3 separate regions of the Mus musculus genome follow, and all the other regions are linked to region 3. A link is a contact called in public HiChIP or PLAC-seq data. All regions are on one chromosome and are shown on one strand. Each heading gives the region's core, a stretch centred on a gene start, on an enhancer-like site or on the middle of the called end of the contact. The rest is flanking DNA. Distances are from core to core; before and after follow the strand shown. Region 1 holds the start of Kctd7 (potassium channel tetramerisation domain containing 7). Region 2 holds the start of Tmem248 (transmembrane protein 248). Region 3 overlaps Vkorc1l1 (vitamin K epoxide reductase complex, subunit 1-like 1).

Region 1 (4,682 bases), core at 1,787-4,286, 180 kb after region 3:
ATCAGGAGAGTAAATAGCAACTGAGTGAGCACATGAGGTTCCTTTCTTTAAAAAAAAAAAAAAAAAAAGTTTCCTTTGGGTAGAGTTGGCAAAAAGATTAACTCAGCGCCTAATTTCAGGGTTTGGTGTCATGTGACATAATTCTTTGGTGGAGTTCCAAGGTATCACAGCCTCTATTCTCTGAGATTTCTGCATCTTCATGTGCTGCCTAGCCCATCCTCAGAGGCCCCCTACTCTTCTGCAGCTGCCCTGCGAACTGGCTGGAAGTTATTCCCAGAGTGGTGCGGTTGGTAACTGCATGCTGCCAGCGAGTGGCCCTCCTTCCCAGACCTCCCCCTTTATCCCTTCCTACTTTCCCAGCAGCCCTCATCCCAGGCTGCTGACCTTGGAGTTCCTAAGCTGTATAAACGAAACCAAATGGGAAAGTGCATTCCTAAAGGAAATTCTTGGCAGAAGTAGAAGAAAGCTCCAGCACAGAAAACTGATTACAGGGGGCTGGAGAGATGGCTCAGTGGTTAAGAGCACTTGCTGATCTTCTAGAGAACCTGAATTCTGATCCAAGCACCCACATTGGCCAACTTAGAACCTCCTGTATTTAGCTCCAGCTCCAGGGGATCTGAGGCCCTCTTCTGGATGCCCTCACACACAAAACCCAGACTCACATCTCTGTCCTCATTTCGTCTCCTTCTTCTTTGTGTCAAAGTCCTGGTTGATTCCACACAGGCGAATCACTTGAGTATCTGCCTTAGCCTACCCCAGTTCCCTTCACCGCGGAAGGCAACAGAATGAATGACTGAGCCATCTTAACTGCCTCCTCTTGACAGTGTTCTGTTTCAGGGGCTTAGAAAGGCGTTCAGTTGCTGTTCAAAATCTGAAAGTCATCTTGGATTCTAGGACCAGCAGAGGCTCACAGAATAGACACCCACCCACCACTCCATAGGAAAAATTATCTGTGATACTGAGGCCGCACCTGGAGTAGGAATTATCCTAATCAGCTTGAAAGGATTTCTTTGGACCAACTTACAGAATCAAAACCAAGACAACCCACATCTTGACTAGTGCATAGCCTCTGCCTCAATCTGTCATCTACTTAAGCCTAAAGTTCATCTGATAATTGGCATGACCATTTCCTCTTCGCAGTGTGGGCCATGTTGATTAAATCTCTGATTTTCTCTTTTAAGTGGTTTATTGGGACAGGTAACAAAAGCCTATTGGAGCTGTGGAAAGATGCGGGGCTTCTTCTGAAGGAACCTCCCCCAACAGAGGTCACACAGTCGATGCGTGACTGAGACGTGCTGCATCAAATGGGTCATCTGACTAGCTGGGAAGAGCCTTCTGGGAGTGCCTGTTTCTGTCTGTGTCCTGGTGCAGAGGTGATGACGTTATCATGGAGAGGGTCATCTAGAATTGCGGGTATGGCTTCTTTTTCTCTGTCCAGTTGAAAGAATGACCAAGCAGGAAAGGCGAGGACTCGGCAGTCAGCCAAGCTTTATTGAAGTCACATACAGCAAAACACAGATTCCCTGCCAGGGGAGAAGATATTCAGAAATCCAGTTCAAAAGGAGGGCTTGAGCCTTTTGGTGGTGTACTCTCCATCCACTTATTTTTGAATGGCTAATTTAAACAAATAGGAGGCATCTGATAAAGCCACAGCTTTGCGCGTACGCATGTGTGGGCAGGTCAGATGGAGAAGAGGAGCCCTGTTTGGGAGTGGGGTTTTCTCTTTTCTCATCTGTGGTTATTTAATTTTTTTCATTTTTAGCGTTTGTTTTTAGCAGTCTCATGTAACCCAATTTGGACTCACAATGTTATGAAGCTGAAGCTGGCCTTGACTTCCAAGTACTGATATTGCAGCGTGAGTCACCATACTCAGTTCCGTTATTATTTATTATTATTATTTATTATACTAGAGACAAGAGTTGAATTCTCAGAAATCCTTCTAACCTCTCAAGTCGCTGCAATTAAAGGTATTTGCAACCAAGGTTTTCCTTCCTGTGTGAGTCCACGGAAAAAGCGCTAGCACAGCAGCCATGTCCTTGCCAGCCATTGGTGTTGCAGTGCTCAATTTCTATTACACAGCAGGTGCCCTCAGCCCTCCACAACACATCCTCAAGGACAGCCTGCTTAGGCCTTTTTTCACTGGCCCGCTGCTATGGAGACAAACCAGCCAGTCCTGGGCCCTTTCCCAGGACACATGGACCGGGATGATAAAGTGGAGTGGCCTGGAGCTTCGCGCCTGCTAGTCAGAAAGCCAATGAAAGCAGGACCACGGTGCTGCCCCTATGAGCGGGCTTCCTGCCAATCAGGGGCGGAGGCCAGCGAGGACACAGCCAATAGCAGGAGCAATTGGGTGGTCTGTCCTTTCGGGAACCGCGCCGGGGGACCAGCGCTGTCGTTGAACGTCGGAAGTGCAGAACGCGTGCCCTTTAGGTGGCCTATAAGAATGGGACTGATCGGCAAGCCGTTGTCAGTTGTCACTCTAGTTTGAGACCTCGATGGTTGGATCAGACCTTTAACCGTCATAGCGGAGCTAATCGGACACTGCCAGTAGTAGGAGGCGACCGGGTGAGGCCAGAGATGCTACCTGCGCTGTGGTTGCTATGCGCAGAGAGCCGCTTCCCTAGATAAGTGGCCTGGACCAAGGGAGGTAGCGCTCCCGTTAGTTAGATAGCCAATCAGAATGGAACAAACCCAACCAGACGTGTTTACCCTATAATTGGACAATGCTCTTGCCAATCATAGCAGGAGTTCATGAAACCTCGGCCAATAGCAAGAAGCGCCTGGTTCCGATTTGCAGCGCAGGGTCCACGCGGTGGTTGCTGATCGAGGTCGTCAGTGGGCGATCACCTCCCCTCGGCCAAACCCTGGAGCAGACAGGCGTCGCTCGCGCTTGTCAGCCAAGAGCCAATCAGAATTGGGTAGGCCTGTAGCCACTACGGCTTAAGGCCGAATTGTTTGTTCTGTGATTGGGCGAACCTCCTGACAATCAGGGCGGAGCCAGCGAAGATTCGGCCAATGGCTGGAGGCAGCCAGGTCAGACCAGCGACTAACTGTAGGCGCGTTGGTCGTTAGACTGTTGGAGGGCAGCACAGGACATCCTAACTGCTTGCAGGTCCTCGGCGTCTAGCGCCCGCCGGCGGCCCATCTCGTCATGTCAGGCACTGCTTGGCTTTAGTTCTTCAGGCCTCCGCCCACCCGCCTACCCGAAGCCGCGCCCACCGCCCAGAGCCAGAGGGATGGTGGTAGTCACCGGGCGGGAGCCAGACAGCCGTCACTCGGACGGTGCCATGTCCAGCTCCGAAGCCGAAGACGACTTCCTGGAGCCGGCCACTCCTACGGCCACGCAAGCGGGGCACGGGCTGCCCCTGCTGCCCCAGGAGGTACCTGGATCGAGCGATGGGGGAAGGGAGGGCTGATGGGAAGCGAGGGAGAGACTGGTGCTTGCAGAGCTGACCTTGGGCGGAGAGCCTCCCAAGGAGCTATCCACCCCTGATGCCACTCCTACACTAGGTGTATCCTCCCTGCCCCGAGTCACCTGCACTCCAAGTCCCTTCTTCCCGTACTACCAGATGTCAGTTCCATTCCTGTATTTCATGTCACCTTTATCAACTAGACGAGGACTCAACACATAGCATGTTCCATACAATCCAAAGGAGGACCTGGGTTATCCAGGTGTATCCTCCAGCTGCCGGGGGAGTGGCATTAGAAACTACCTGCAGTTAACCTATCTGGTGCCTTGGTATGATTTAAGAAAAGGACACACCTGAGTGGACCAATTCTCATCCAGGTGCCGTTATGCAGTGAACAATCTCCATTACCACATGGGGTAATTTTATTTGCTAGATGGACAAGAGTGAACGGTAGAGGATTTGGGGTCAAGAAAGCAGCGAGAGCAAGGACATGCAGGAGATAAATTCGGGAAATAGGAGGGCAATGGTGAGTTGAACTCAGAGCAGAGATGATGGAGGGATTAGGGGCTTCATTTATCAGTTGCTGTATTGTGCTATGGAGTGGCTTCGTTAGTAGCCCTTCCTGTGTGTGACACTTTGCACCTGAACTGACCCTGGAGATGGATAGGAAGATGAATACAGATGTAGAGATGGATAGGAAGATGGATACAGATGTGGAGACTCGACAATCTGAGGGGGCTGGCTTGAGTGAGGCTCTCCGGCAGCTGACAGTATTGTGGTAGGGTTAGAATCCCCGAATTGCCAGCATCGTGGGAAACTTGTGAACATAAGCAAAATTCTAGACATAACTCTGCAGTCAGGGAAAAGGGCCAACACGGCGGTGACACTTTTTTTTGTGCACTGTCATTGGGCAGAAGTTGTGGTTTGAGTGACAGGACACACAATCCCACAGACTGTAGGCCAGCTGTCCAGTCCCGGCCTCCTGTGAGTCACATCCCTCCCTGTGAGTTCTAGGACTCTTTTCCCTGACTTTTTTTGTTTCGCATATGGAGCAAAGAAGTACATTAGTGGGTGCTGCCTTTTAGAAAGAACTCCAGAAGTGCAAAGCATTACACCTAAGTGACATCTGAGTCTTAGCGTATACCTAAAGTGGGCTTAGCATTTCTGCAGAAATGTGAAAGGCATTTTGCACCGTGAGAGTAAGAGTTGAATTTTTGGGCTTGGTGGTACACACCTCCAATTCCAAAGGCAGAGGCAGCAGATAAATGTGAG
Region 2 (4,494 bases), core at 420-2,919, 260 kb after region 3:
CTTCAACAAGGCCACACCTCCTAAATCCTTCCCAAACAGTTCCTCTAACTAGGGACCAAGCATTCAAGCATATGGGCCGATGGGGTCCATTTTCATTCAGTCCACTTCAATATTTGCTAGATTATAAGCACTAAATAAAAATAACAAGAACTGTTGTCAGTCAGCCCTTGTAAAGAGTACAGAAGACACTCTGTCTAAAAAAACCTCTCAGCAGCTTCTCCAGCCTCCTAGGTTTAAGGCCTTCCTTATCTGAGTTCTGCTTGATGTCATAGACATCGATTTGATCACGTTTTACTGTGTATTTCTGCCTTTCTACCTGCTCCTTGCACTTATTCAAAACCAAAAGCATAGCAGTGGTAGCTCATTGTCTGGAATGAGAGCACACACATGCTGTGCACACACAGACATACACATGCAGATGTCTTCTATACGATTTCCCTGGAACTATTTGGCTTTGAGGTTCTGGAGGAGACAAGCATCAGAGTTCCACTTACACATTCTATGGGAAGCCATCATCCATTCTGGGTGAGGACTTTCCAGTGTAGTTGCTTTGAGGTCACTCACCCTGCTGGCAGTAACCTCTTGCCTATGCTCTGTAAGTAAGCCAGATACATTTACTGGCATTCCAGGGGGAACTTTGGTTTGTCACCGAGACCTTAGGAAAAGGGGATAAACATCGCATAGTCTTTACCTAAGGAGAAAATTCTCACAAATGTTCTCATGTCTCATGGCACACCTTTAATCCCAGCACTTATGGATCTTTGAGTTTGAGACCAGCTTGGGTCACATAGTGAGTTTTAAGTCAGCCAGGGATGGATTGAAAGACCTTATCTCTTTTGTTTGTTGGTTGGTTTGGTTTTTTTTTTTTTTTTCAAGACAGGCTTTGTTTAGCCCCAGCTTCCTGGAACTCATTCTGCAGACCAGGCTGGCCTCAAATGCAAAGATCTATCTGCCTCTGACTCTTGAATGCTGGGATCAAAGGACAACCTTCCCACTGCCCAGCAACCGTGTCTTTAAAGAACAACAAAAAAAGTCAAGACCAGACAAATGGATAAGTGTAACTGATCTCCTGGGTTTTCAATAATCATGTACAAAGGTCAGTATTAATGTGGTTAGAGGAATTTAAAAAGGATAATATTTTGCTGCTTCTAAGGTCAGCTAGGTCCTTGGGGACTGAGACATGGCTTGAAATGAATTGTCCTGTTGTCCAGAAACGCGACAGATTCCCATCCAGTGGATCCTAGAGTCCCGTCTACAGAGAGGAGGGTGGTATTAGTGTGCTCAAACACCATGACTAAGGTAGTTGGCTCCTCATTGGGCTCCAGAGAGAACAGGAAGCCAGCTCTTGCCATCCACGAGACCCCTGTGTCAAAACAAAAAATTCCAACAAAAATAAACGAAAATCGTGTCCTCTTTACTATCTCACGCCATACACACCAAGACCTGCAGAAGCACTTCGGGACGGAACCGAGCAAGCTCACGGCAGTTCGCGAATGCGAGTGATAAATTTCAGGCAGCTCCGTGTATGCTTTTCCCATTTGCAAAACGAAGACAGTCTGCTTCTCCTCCTAACCCCGACCCCACCCGCCGCTCGCCCCGGAGCAATTCTGTCCCTTCCGCGCCGCCGTCGCGCGCGGGCGGGGTCAGAGGTCACGGCGGCGTTAGTGGTGACGTGGTTTTCTGCCTTCACCCGGAAAGCCCGGCGTTCGCAGCGCGCGGAGCCGGCGTCCCGTTGGCGCGCTCTGGCCTGGCTTCGGGTCGTCGCTTCGGCCCCGAGGAGCCGCTCGCTGTCTCCGGAGCGGCGGAGAGGATGGTGCGGGGCAGCCCGGGGCCCGCCGCGCGCCGCCGCGAGTGAACAGGGCCAGGCCGCGGGCGTCCGCGGGCTCGAGCCGCCAGTCTGCGGGGCGGTGAGTAGGAGACGGGGTCGTAATCGCGGGCGCATGGGCCGGGACCGGGGACCCTGAACCCGGGGCCCACGGCGTGCTGGGCGGATCGGTGCGCAGGCTCTCCCAGCCACCCCAGCTCCGTTCACTCCTCTATTAGCTGACCCGGTCCTGTTCCATCCTCCCGAGGCCTGCGGAGTCCTGCTCCCTCAGTCAAGGCTTGTATAGGTCGGCTGAATAAGGCTGCGTGGACCTACTAGCATCCTTTGCAAGTTTTAGAAAAAAAAATGATTGTTTTGGAAAATTATTTACATGATGTGTTTGTATTATCTTGTCTGCGCACGTGAGCGCAAATACCCACCGACTCCAGAAGAGGGCGTTGTGTCCTTAGACCCAGAGTTACACTCCATTGGTAGCTGCCTGATGATGGGGTTGCTGAGAACTTAACTCTGGTCCTCAGGAATAGCAGGTATTCTTAACCCCGTAGCCATCTTTCCAACTTCTCTGTGTGTGTGTGTGTGTGTGTGTGTGTGTGTGTGTGTGTGTGTGTGTGACAGAGAGAGAGAGAGAGAGAGAGAGAGAGAGAGAGTGAGAGTGAGAGAGTGAGTGTGAGTGTGTGTGTGTGTTCAGTTTTAGATTTGTGACTTGACTTTGGGTTGTCAAAAATGTATCCAAAAGAGGGTTTAATGCAGCCTTAACTGGCTAGGATTTCCCTATGTAGACAAGACCCACCTTCAACACCGATCTTCCCGATTCAGACTCCGTAGTTCAGAGATATAGGCGTGGGCCACACTGCCAAGGTTTCACAGTGTAATAACGGTATTGTTTTGGTTTTAATCTGAATCCTGGAGTCTGGGGTCTCCTGCAGCCTTAGATAGTCCAAACCCACGACTCAGTCGAGGCTGACCTTGATTCTCTTAGACTCCCTAGTGCTGCCGTTGGCAGGTGTGCACTGCCATGCCGGTTAAGCCCGGCTAAAACATAATTTTTTTTTTTTTTTAAAGACAGGTCCACTGTGTAGTTCAGGCTGGCCTCCAACTCTCTGTGTAGCTTGAAGTTGTGATCCTCCTGCCTCAGCCTCATATTGGGGTGTTGTTAGCTGTGTGGTACCAGGCCCTGTTCACAGAGTAGTGGTAGCCTGGTGGCAAGGCTAGTCAATACTGGGACAGGGGGGTGATTTCTTACCTGTCCCATAGTTGTATAATACAACAAATCACGGGAGGATTTCCACATACTGTAAGACACACAGCTTTAGTTCTGATGCAGAGAATCCAGAGCTGTGAGTTTAACATAATGGAAATAACCTGAAGCCATGTCACAGTTCTGGAACTCGTATTTTCCCAGGCTTCTGTCGTTGCCTTGTCTGAACATTCTCAGGAGCCCATGGTTTTAAAGCTTCGTGTTTCCTTTTGACCCTTCTTCCCTCTCTCATCTAGTGCTCTCCTCTTTACACACGAGCATTAGAGAAAACTGGGCCTGATTTGGGGGTGGGGTGGAGTGGTCGGGGATACAGAGCACAGTGCAAGGGTGGTGGACCTACAGGATGGTTTTTGTCAGTATGGGAAGTCTGTAGAATTCTAATTATGGGCCAGACCTAGTGGCACACGCCTGTGATCCCAGATCCTTGTGAGCTGCCACTGGAGCTGCCACCAGCCCAACCCAGGTGCCCTGGAAGATTAACTGAGCCTTCTTTCTATCCCCACAGAACTTTAGTTAGACAGCTAAAGTGTTTATTGAAGACGGTGTCTCCGATGATGTAGTTGGTGTGTTCGAGGCATGTGGAATTGATTGGTGGGAAGCCCTCTTGCTGGGCCTGGTGTTGTGTGATAGCACAGTGAGTTAAATGAGAGTCCTCTGCCACTTACATGTCTGCTTGTATCATTGTACATTACCTAAGCTGTATGCTGACACGGAGACTGATACCCACCTAACAGTGTCGGAGAGATTAAAATACCTACCAGGGTGTGCTAAGCAGTTGTTAGGGTGTCCACTACATGGCATATGTTAAGTAGTTATTTTCTCCTTAGCCTCGTATAATCTGGTTCTGCCACAATCCACAATTAACTCTTGTGAAAGAGAGTGTTGTTTGTTTGTTTTAAATTTATTTATTTTATGTGTCTTAGTACACTGTCCTGTTGCTGTCTTCAGACACCCCAGAAGAGGGCATCGGATCCCCTTACAGATGGTTGTGGGCCACCATGTGGCTGCTAGGAATTGAACTCAGGACCTCTGGAAGAGCAGTCAGTGCTCTTAACCCCTGAGCCATCTCTCCAGCCCTGAAAGAGTTTCTTATATTGGTTGGTTTTTTTTTTTTTTTGGTTTTTCGAGACAGGGTTTCTCTGTATAGCCCTGGCGAGTTTCTTATATTGTTACTGACATCTTTAATTTTCTTTTCTCTGAATTTTTGGTCATGGTATTTAGTTTGTATATGTGTATGTGCATACCATGGTATGCATATGGAGGTCAAAGGACACGTATTTGAAGTCAGCTCTTTCCTCCATCTGCTTATGGGTCCCAGGGAGCATATTTATAGGCCACTAGGGTTGCAAGTCAAACACCTTTACCCCTGAGTGATCTCAACAACCCTTTTTAATTTTTATTTATTTTAACA
Region 3 (4,094 bases), core at 1,149-3,648:
GAAGCCTCATTTGTGTGTTTCTCCTATATCAATAGGCACCAAGACGAAAGGCAGACTTGTATCCCCATCCTCCCCACCTGCTCAATAATTTTTCCTCTGGGCTTATCCAGCTTTGGGCCTATCCTCAATATCAACTTCTTTCTCCCTACACAATCTTTTATGCCAGGGTTATTGCTTCATATTTGATGATTTCTGAATGTCTGACCTGGAAAAAAGTGGCTTTTAATACTACTTTAAGACCACTCTTCTAACTCCCTCTGCAGTATTCACTGCAATTCCTGTGAATTGTTTATGGTAGGTAAGTCTGGCTTTGGTTAGTGTTTTTGTTTTGTTTTGTTTTTTAAATTGGGTTTTATGCAATATCATATCACTATGTAGTCCTTTCTGGCCTCAAGTTGTGGTCTTCTTGCCTCAGCCTCCTGAGCGCTAGAATTTATAGGCATGCACCCCCAAGCCTTGCTATGGCAGGGTTTATGGATGGGTATGGAAACAAAGGAAACAGTTAAAGACTGAGGCTTATTGGAGGGCTGTGCATCATTAGAATGAGGGGAGGGGGACCAGGGGCTAGAGAGATGGCTCAGAAGCTCTTCCAGAGGCCCTGAGTTCAATTCCCAGCAACCACATGGTGGCTCACAACCATCTATAATAGGGTCCAGTGCCCGATTCTGTTGTGTCTGAAGTCAGAGCACTTCTGTACATTAAAAACAAACAACAAAAAAAAACTCAACCAAAAACAAAACCCCAGAACAGTGGGTCTGTAGCAGAGGCAGGTGGATCTCTGAGTTTGAAGTCATCCTGGTCCACAAAAAAGAGTTCTAGGACAACCAGACTACACAAAGAAACTGTGTCAAAATAAATAAAACAATAACAATTAAAATACCCAGAACAGGTCATCTTAACATTGGAAAGGAATTAACTTCTGGTTATTTTTCTGGTTATGTATATAGTAAAAAGGATAGACTTGATTTTTTAAAAAACTAATTGATTACATTCTAAAGTTTGTTTTTCTTCTCTGTGCTGTTGCTAAGTGAAGAAATCCAAGGCACTAAGGCACTATGAAGGAGAGAGTTCAGTATTAGACATGAAAGTGGAGCAAATGTCAGGAGAAAGGAGGGAACTCATTGCTTGGACATTACAAAGAGGGTGCATTGGGCTGAGTAAGACAAAGGCTTTAGATGTGAACCGAAGGCATCACCATTTGACTTGCAATATTCTATCTAGCAAGAGCAGAAAAACTAGGGCTGAATCTAACCCCCTGGCTTAGTTTCCAGAAGGAAAACTGTTGTGGTGCCAAGACATCCTGACAAAAGTGACTTAAGGGAGAAAGGGTTTATTCTAGCTTATAGTCTGCAGGAACTTGAAACATCAGGGATGCTTTGTCTGCAGCCAGAGAGTAATGAATGCCCGAGTTCAGTTTATTCTCCCCATTTTATATAGATCAAGGACTAGTCCAACCTCCAGTTAAAATGGGTCTTTACACACCAATCCACATAACCAAGAGGATCCCTTACGGGCATGCTCAGGGGCCCATCTTCCAGGAAAGTCTAAATCCTGGGATGTTGACCGTACTCATCATACTTTGCTACCTTAAGAAAGCAGCAAACAGGGCTGGTGAGATGGGTGGCTCAGGGAGTAAAGGTATCTGATGACCTAAGTTCAGTTCCTGGGACTCACATGTTCAAAGTGGAGAACTGACTTCTGCAAATTGTCCTCTGACACCCACGTCGCTGCCTCTCCCTGTAAAGAAGTAGGAAAGAGGAAAGAAAAGAAACCAGAAAACTAGCTGGGCATAGTGGCCTTGTCCTGTAATGCCAACACTTGGAAGGGTGAGAGCGGAAGAACCTCTCAAACTGGAGGCTAGTCTGCTACAGTGAGACTATCTCAAAGAACAAGCCAGGTGTTATGGTGAGCAACTGTGAGGGTAGTGAGTTCCCTACTTGGGCCAGAGCCACCAAGCCCAGACAACTGGCTCAGTGTATATATAGTGTACTGCCTAGGCAATGCAATCCTTAGTCCTGTCCTCAACACTAAAAGAAAAAGAAACCAGTAAGCATACAAGATAGCCGTTTGTAGGTACTGGGTAATACTGAGCAGAGATTTCTCAGAGAAAGAAGCAAACCTGAGCTCTTGGGTTGTCAGTTCATATAGAAGTTTGCAGGCTGCAGAATGAATTAAAGGACCCCAAATAAAGTTGATGGTCTTAACTTGGTTGGGAAGCTAGACATAAAAGTTGGCTAGAGTAGGAGAGAAGGAAGAAAATTTGGGAGTAGATTACCTAAGTGAAAAAGATATAAAGAACTCTAGACAGGCAGAGGGTCTAGGTCTAGCACTGATCTGAACTTGTTTGAGAGGGAGTACTTCAGCACTGGGAAAGCCTTAGGCAAAGTGATCCAGGACCTCACACAGAGTTGGACATAGATTGTTCCTACTAGCTGGAGTGTTTGCAGGCCATCAAAGGGTATGCATGGCCCTGGGGTGAGGCTAACTCAGCCCTAATTAAAGGTTGTGCTGCACCCACCCTCTCAGTACAGAAGCAATTTTGAAGGCTGATCCCAAGCAGCTTAACACTGTGTGCCAAAACAAAAAACCTCGAACGAAAAAGAGAAAGCGGTATTTTAGCATTCAAAATTACCAAGCACAGAAAGAACCAGGGAAGTGCTTCAAATGAGGAGAAAAAACAGTCTCTGAGATAACACACTGGAGAAAGACCTTGAAACAATTAATGGGTTTGTTTGTTTGTTTGTTTGTTTGAGAAGGTAGAAGAAATGGAGGTAAAAATGTATATTTTATTCAAAAAAGCATTTAGAGATGGTAAAGAACACAGATGAGGAAGGCATCTATAAAGATGTAACAATTTAAGCAGAAATGGAAGTTAGAAAACTGGAAATAGTAATAACTCATCAGGCACTGTACCAGGGGCAACAGTTTAAGTCAAAAGCAATCTAACGTGCATCTGGAGCCCCTGAAAGGATTAAGAGAAGGGAAACTTCCGACGCACCCATTCCAAGAAGCTCAGCAGAAAGAAAGGTGACCACACCAAGACACAGCCAGGGCCTCGTTCCAAGCAAGAACTTTACTACTTAGCTTTTGTTGCTTTAGATTGTATCTGCTCTGCACTTTCTGTTTTAAACTTGTCAAGACATGCTTCCTAGGTGGGATGGTTTTTAAAAGATGAGATTCCACTTTGTGTTTCTTAAACTGACCTTGAATTTGTCATCTAAAACCTTGACCCCACCCCAGCCTCCCAAATGCCTAGAACTACAGACACACCACCAAGCCCGGGTTGAACAGTCTTTCATCTCTCTAAAGTCTTTTCCCAGATCTCTAGGTTACTTTGTCACTTTATGATGATCTACAGACAGGAAAATGTCCCCAAAACATTAATTTTTATTTTTTTAATGTATTTAACATGTTTTTTGAATATGAATGTTTTTCCTGTGTTATGTGTGAATACCTGGCACCAGCAGAGGCCAGAAGAGGCTTTCTGATACCCTCATTGTGGAATTGTAGGCAGTTGTGAGGCACCTGACACAGATCCTGGGAATCAAACTCGGATCCCCTGCAAGAGCAGTGCACTTCTTCACTGCCATCTTCCCAGCCCCCATAGCCTGCATTTTTCTACTGAGGAGCCAGAAGGAAATTTATTTATTTATTTATTTTTAATTAATTAATTTTGTGTGTGTGTGTGTGTGTGTGTGTGTGTGTGTGTGTGTGTGTGTGTTTGGAAACAGAGGTTCTCTATGTAGCCCTGGCTGTCCTGGAACTCTGTCTGTAGATCAAGCTGGCCTCAAACTGATAGAGCTCTACCTGCCTCTTTCTGCCTCCTGAATACTGAGATTAAAGATGTCTGCCTGGCTTAGCAGGAATTTTATGCAGAATGGAAATTTGGGATTTTGTTTTGGGATAATCTGTGAGTAAAATGAATTATACCTGGATCGAGTGGCATACACATGTAAACCCAACCATAGGAAGGCTGAATGAAGCAGGAGGATTGCTAGGAGAGTTTGAGTTTGAGGCTAGCCTGGACTAGCAAGGCCCTACATAAACTTCTTACCTGAGAGAAAGATTACAGAGCAGTGCTTAAGCTAAGGCAG

What was found. HiChIP or PLAC-seq counts read pairs in DNA pulled down with a chosen protein or histone mark.
Region 1: a contact with region 3 is called in an H3K27ac HiChIP or PLAC-seq map of embryonic stem cells, with 2.5 times the contacts expected there. The contact joins the promoter of Kctd7 here to the enhancer-like site in region 3. A contact is called at or near these places in 1 of 15 datasets of contacts at CTCF or cohesin (the NIH/3T3 cell line), 3 of 115 datasets of contacts at active chromatin or transcription factors (embryonic stem cells and fetal liver) and 3 of 9 other capture datasets (adipose tissue, liver and pancreatic islet).
Region 2: an H3K4me3 HiChIP or PLAC-seq map of embryonic stem cells shows a contact between it and region 3, with 10 read pairs. The contact joins the promoter of Tmem248 here to the enhancer-like site in region 3. A contact is called at or near these places in 2 of 39 promoter capture datasets (liver and pre-B cells), 1 of 484 Hi-C or Micro-C datasets (erythroblasts), 4 of 115 datasets of contacts at active chromatin or transcription factors (cardiomyocytes, embryonic stem cells and extraembryonic endoderm stem cells) and 3 of 9 other capture datasets (adipose tissue, liver and pancreatic islet).

Annotation. Positions count from the first base shown.
Region 1 is chr5:130,141,847-130,146,528 of GRCm38.p6, forward strand. It overlaps Kctd7 (potassium channel tetramerisation domain containing 7), which reads left to right and starts at 3,037. Exons shown (of 4, transcript NM_172509.4): 1 at 3,037-3,380. The coding sequence starts at 3,237.
Region 2 is chr5:130,220,666-130,225,159 of GRCm38.p6, forward strand. Tmem248 (transmembrane protein 248) reads left to right here and starts at 1,670. Exons shown (of 7, transcript NM_027854.1): 1 at 1,670-1,907. Gm6598 (a long non-coding RNA gene) reads right to left here and starts at 3,201. Exons shown (of 2, transcript XR_377119.4): 1 at 3,069-3,201; 2 at 1,053-1,363.
Region 3 is chr5:129,964,198-129,968,291 of GRCm38.p6, forward strand. The region is part of intron 1 of Vkorc1l1 (vitamin K epoxide reductase complex, subunit 1-like 1); the gene reads left to right. Among named protein-coding and RNA genes, the nearest start is that of Vkorc1l1, 24 kb to the left of the region's middle. Within about 2 kb of position 2,399, at least 28 of the 459 cell types and tissues checked have an H3K27ac peak or open chromatin away from gene starts, as enhancers often do. A contact at or near this core is called in adipose tissue and embryonic stem cells, where this site is marked.